Linked DNA regions of Rattus norvegicus: region 1 is linked to region 2. Evidence: chromatin contacts called from public Hi-C data. All regions are on one chromosome and are shown on one strand. Each heading gives the region's core, a stretch centred on a gene start, on an enhancer-like site or on the middle of the called end of the contact. The rest is flanking DNA. Distances are from core to core; before and after follow the strand shown.

Region 1 (2,700 bases), core at 64-2,563, 270 kb before region 2:
TCCTGAGTTCAAATCCCAGCAACCACATGGTGGCTCACAACCATCTGTAGTGGGATCTGATGCCCTTTTCTGGTGTGTCTGAAGACAGCAAGTACTCATGTAAAAAAAAAAAAAAAAAACTTTAAAAAAAATATGTGAGGTTGGGGATTTAGCTCAGTGGTAGAGCGCTTGCCTAGCAAGCGCAAGGCCCTGGGTTCAGTCCCCAGCTCCGGGAAAAAAAAAAAAAAACAGTGGAATCTTGATAGATACAACTGAGGAGCTTGAGGAACTTTATAACATGATTCTGCAGTTGAATGACCCTGCATTTGCTTTCTGGGCTCTTAGACCCACTCACTATACACTGACTGGTGGTAAAAGGAAAGACAGGTCAGTATCCTAAGACGCCTCACATCTTCAGAGGCCATCAGGGCCCCAGTCCTGCCTGCAGCGCCATCAGACAGGCAGGCAGGCAGACCCCCATCCCCCAGCCAGGGCCAAGACTAGAGATGGATAGAGCTGGGCCCACAGCCATTTCTGCTCCGTCTGGCATCCGTCGGCTCTGCCCAGACAGACAGGCCAGCTGGTGTGCCATCGTCTGGCTGAAACTAGGCAGGCCTGGGGAAGCTTAAGAAACCCACCCAAGTCAGCAGAATGGGAGTGGGGGAGACGCCACACACGCAGAAGTTAGCTGAAGCACCGGGAGCTTCCCCAGGGACCAGAGGGCACCCACATTCAATAGAGGGCTGTCTGGGGTCCTGGCCATCTGAGGTGTCTGACCTCTGTCACACTGGTTGGGTAGGATGTGACAGCCCCTTTCTAGGCTTAGCTAAGAGCTCAGCTTCATGTATGTATTTTTGCTGAAAGAAGTTGGTGATTTCCTAATTCACAGCTTGTTTTCTGAGTTCCTACTATGTGCCAGGTACTGGGGAAACAGACTTCTATCTCTCTGAATCCCTGTGCCTCAGAGGCCCAGCCTCTGGAAAGGAATAAAATCTCTAACATAGTTCAGCATGAAACGTGAGAGAGGCAGGAAGCAGTAAGTCTTGCAAACGGTCAGGTAAAGTGCTGTGGGCGCCAAGAAGAGTTGAGTCACCTCAGCCCAGGATCAGGGAAGCCTCAGGAAGATGTGTCTGAATGGGCTGGAAGTGTGGGCAGCTCAGACAAGGCGATGAGGGGGAGGAGAGGAGTGTGGGGAAGGACACTGCAGGGAGAGGAGATGGTGTGAACAAAGGCATGGGGGCGGGGGACTGACTGAAGGGCCTGCTTCAGTACAGCAAATCCATTTGGCTGGAGCAGAGGGTTCTGGAAAGGACTGGCAGGGGATGAGTCTGTGAGGTAGCCTGGGGCTTGCCTGGAAAGGGCTTGGAATGCAGAGGGTGGCATTTGGCCTTGATTCAGTGTGTGATGGGCAGCTACTGGAGAGATTTGAGCAGGGATGTGCAGAGGGCTGTCTTTTCAGGGAGATTGATCTGGCAGTACATCTAGGATGGGTGAGCCCTGAGGCCAGCCTGCTCTTTTTTTTTCCCCATCCCCACATGCCTGCCAGTGACCCCTAGAATGTCACATTCTGTCCCAGGCCAGTCTCCCCAGGGCTACCATCTGCTCCTGGAAACAGACCACCCTCTGGCTCCTGGCTGGTCTCTGGTCTGGCTCTTGCTAGGAGCTCAGAAAGGGGCACCTTGCAGGCAGTAACTGGGTTTCCACACAGCGCCTGATCCTTCGTCATAGCCACTCATTCTGACGCAGAACACACCATCAAAGCAGCTCTGCTTCCTGCCTGCCCCACATTGCTTAGCTGTGGGTCCCTAGTCTCAGACTGGCTCCTCCAAGGGCTGGTGCTCCTCCTGACTACATGGCAAGAGAGGGTCGGGATGAGCCTTCTGTGACCTGTGCCCTTGATGAAGGGACCCTTGTCCTCAGGGAGTGCTGCTTACTGCAGGATAGGCCCACCCCAGCCCAGTAGGAAGCGGGAGAAGCTCCACCCCCAGCATTGAGAATATGAACATTTCGTGTTTCTAAAGGGGACAGGACCCTCATTGCTGTTTGGCTGTACAGATGAGAGGCAAAATGCGTTTCTGGCAACAGGAGGTGCCTCCTGTCCAGCTACTCTTTTTACCCCCTCCAATAAAAAGCCTTTACTTCCCTTTACCCTACTTCTCCATTGGAGAAAAGAGTAGAGAGGATTTGGAGCTCCTGGTGTGCACAGCCCCCTCACCATCAGCTTCCAGAGAGCTGACTTTGCCAGACAGCCAGGCCCCATCCTCCAGCCCCAGGAGGTGGAGGCCACAGCTGCTGCAGATCAGTCAGCCAGGACAGGGGGGGTCTGGCTGGGGTGCGCTGCCTGCTGGTCAGACCCTGAGCCCCTGGCCTAACACTTCTGGCTTCTCCAGACCACAGAACTGTCCTTGAGGGCCCCCTGCCTTGGACGTAGCTTTGAAGGCCAGCAGGGGGATTTGAGGAGGTGGATGAAGGAAAAGAGAAGGAGGGCTTGGGGAGCCTGAGGTGGGCAGGATGCCAGGCCTTCTGCTGCAGAGCTGCGGGTGCCTGAGGTGAGCAGTGCACAGTTGCAGGCTGTGCCCAGCAGAGGGCACCCCAATACTGCCTTTCACTGTCTCAAGCCTGGGGATCCTGGCTTCCTCCCTGGGAGGGAGTACTGGGCTCTGCCAAGGCTTCATTTCCATATCTCCTCACCCTGAGGTTTGTCAGAGATAGCTTAGAAGT
Region 2 (2,700 bases), core at 95-2,594:
GCTCAGCCCCTCCCAGCCCAGCCCCAGGGCCCCCAAGCTGGGAGGGAGGGGAGACTCCCCACCCCTCCACATCTGGCCCTGGCCCCTAGGGTCTGCGGTAGAGAATTCCCGCCCCCGCTTCTCTCCCTCCTCCTGCTCTCTGCGATCTGTGCCCGCTGCCCGCCTCAGGGACAGCCCCAGCTCCCGCCTCCGGCCAGCAAGGCCCACATCCTTCCTCCCTCAGCTGGCCCCTTCGCCTGGCAGGAGGCTGGGGGGTCAGGCTGCTGGGGAACCCTCCCCCCCAGCTCCCATCAGTCCTCATCCCCAGCCCCCAAACTCTGGGTTGCTGTCCCTTTTCCTGTAGAACAGGAAGCAAGGTTATTTCCTAGTCTCAGAGCCAGCCCCCTGCCCCTTTGGCTCTGTCCAGGGACCCAGACCCAGCCGGGGAAGGCGCCCTCAGCCAGAAAGCAGAGATTCAACAGCTCACCCCAGCTCCCGACCTAGGGGGCTGACAGCTGTCACTCAGCACCCCACCCCCTGGGGAAGAGGGGGCCGATTCAATCAGAGCCCTAGAGGAAACGTATTGATACACGATTATTTATTTATTTATGCAAAAGTGAGCCGACTTTGTTCGCCAGGTAACCGGGCACGCGGCCCAACCCCTCCGGCCAGGCCGCCCCCAAATCCCTCCTCCGCCCCACACCCCCTCCGGGTCATTAGGTCCCCGCCCCTCAACTCCCAGAGCGCCAACGGAACCTTGGGATTTGGGGGCTGGAGGGGAGGGGCTCCTCCCTCCGCAGTCTCCCCTTTTCCCAGCGCCTATCCTAAAATCCAGCCTTGTTCTCCGCTCCCACGGTCCCCCTACATCCCACCCCCCCCCCACATTCTCAGCAAGCTGGAGAGCAAATTGCAGTTTTAAATCCAAAGGCGGAGGGAGGGGGAAGGAGGAGGGGGTGCGCGGCAGCGCTGGGCGCGCACCTCGCCCCCGAGCCGGGGGAGCCGCGGGGCGGCCAGGAAACCCGAGAACCCCCCCTCCCCGCCCCCCCTCCCCGTCCACCTCCCCCTCCCCCTTCCCGGCGCTGCCTGCCAGGCTTCGAGCCGAGCCCAGCCGAGCCGCGGGCCCCGGTGGAAACAAAGACCGATCGCACCGCGGGCACCGCAGCCACGGGGTCCGGCGGACCGGACTGGGGGCGCTGGGCCCCCCCCACAGTGCGCTGCACAAAAGAGCCTGGCCGGCCGGTCCCCAACGGCGTCTAGAGCTGGGGAGGAGACGCTACTTACCGGAGTGCTGGGCTGCCGGCTCCGTGGGTCCGAGCCAAGCGAGGGGTTTCGGGGGGCGTCTATCTTCCGCCGGCGACAGCAACACGGGCGCCCGGCTGCTGGGAAGAGGAGTCGTAGAGGAGCCCTGAGCCGCCTGCCGTCGCTGACAGCATGGCTTGCGCCTCGGCTCACATTCTCCGCCGCTAACTCCGCTGGACACGGCCCCCCGCTCCCGCGGCGCCCCCCCCACCACGATTACTCCTTCGCTATCTGCGCCCCACTCGCTTCCCCAGCCGCTCACACACTCTCACAGCCCTGGACACCCCCGCCCCAACCCCCCAATTGCAAACCTGGGAGGGAAGGCGCCCCGCGTAGTCCTCCTGCTCCTCCTCCGCCGCCCTTCTCCCTCCCGCTCTGTCTGTCTGTCTGTTTGTCTGCCTGTCTCTATTTCTCGCTCTCTCTGCCTTTCTCTGCTCTCCGAGCTGGGTGGGAAAAGGAAATGAGGACAGAAAGCAGACGCTGGCTTTGGGTGGTGGTAGCTGGATTCCCTCTCTCCCTCCCTCCTCCCTCCTCCCCTCCCTCCTCCTGCCTTCTGCTCTCTCCGCTGCGAGCGAGGCTGAGCGCAGCCTGGCGGGTGGCTCGCTCTGCCCGCCCGCCCGCCTGTCTGTCTGTCTGGTCTGCCTCGCTCGCTCCCTCCCTCCGTCTCTCGCCCTCGCCCTGCCTGCCTGCTTGCCTCTCTCCGTCTCCGCCGCCGCCGCCGCTGCCTCTGCGAGCTCGCCTTACCTTCGCTGCTCACCATCCGGAACCCCAGGGGGGGAGCGTGCGCAAAGCACGCCGGAACTTGTAGTCACCGCTCCGCCGCTCCGCGCACTGTGCGGGCGGGGCCGCTCCGGGCTGCTCCGACGGCGCGGCCCGGAGCGGACCCTGTCCGGGAGTATCCCCGGCCCGGATGAGTCCCGTTTTATCTAGGACTGCTGATCCTCCTCAAGGGTTAGGAACATTCCCGGCGTTCCGAGGCCCCTACTCGGGGCTCTGGCTGCGCCAAGGTTGCGGGTGGTAGCGCAGGGGCGGGGTCTAAGAATGAAATGAGTGGAATCGGGCATCAGAGGATGAGCCAAAAGAGCTGCGACTTTCTGGGGTGTCCCAAACACGTTGAGAGGGCCCATGGAGAGACGGGAGGACCAACGCTCACAATTTGGGGACGTTTTTCTTTTAGGAAGAGGCTTCTGGCGAGAAAGCCACTCTGGAAACGCCAGTCTCCTCCGCATTTAGTGGCCCTTCGCCCCAAACTCAACCCTGGATTTAGTTCTTCCAGCGCCTACTTTTTATTGTCGTCCACTGGAGGCGAGGGCGCAAAAATCCTGGACAATTTATAGATACCATGCCTTCTCCCGAATTCGAACAATTATTTGTGAGCGGAATTCAACAGTTCTCCAGCTCCTGCTGCGGCGTGGGGGCTGG

Evidence for each region. Hi-C and Micro-C count contacts between places; a contact is called where the count stands out from the background.
Region 1: a contact with region 2 is called in a Hi-C map of frontal cortex, with 5 times the contacts expected there. The contact joins the enhancer-like site here to the promoter of Ahdc1 in region 2. A contact is called at or near these places in 12 of 12 Hi-C or Micro-C datasets (the A7r5 cell line, the Rat2 cell line, Schwann cells and 7 more) and 1 of 1 datasets of contacts at active chromatin or transcription factors (oligodendrocytes).

Annotation. Positions count from the first base shown.
Region 1 is chr5:150,780,599-150,783,298 of GRCr8, reverse strand. All of the region lies in intron 12 of Wdtc1 (WD and tetratricopeptide repeats 1), which reads left to right. Among named protein-coding and RNA genes, the nearest start is that of Tmem222, 20 kb to the right of the region's middle. Within about 2 kb of position 1,313, at least 28 of the 93 cell types and tissues checked have an H3K27ac peak or open chromatin away from gene starts, as enhancers often do.
Region 2 is chr5:150,511,522-150,514,221 of GRCr8, reverse strand. Ahdc1 (AT hook, DNA binding motif, containing 1) reads right to left here and starts at 1,344. Exons shown (of 6, transcript NM_001134956.1): 1 at 1,261-1,344.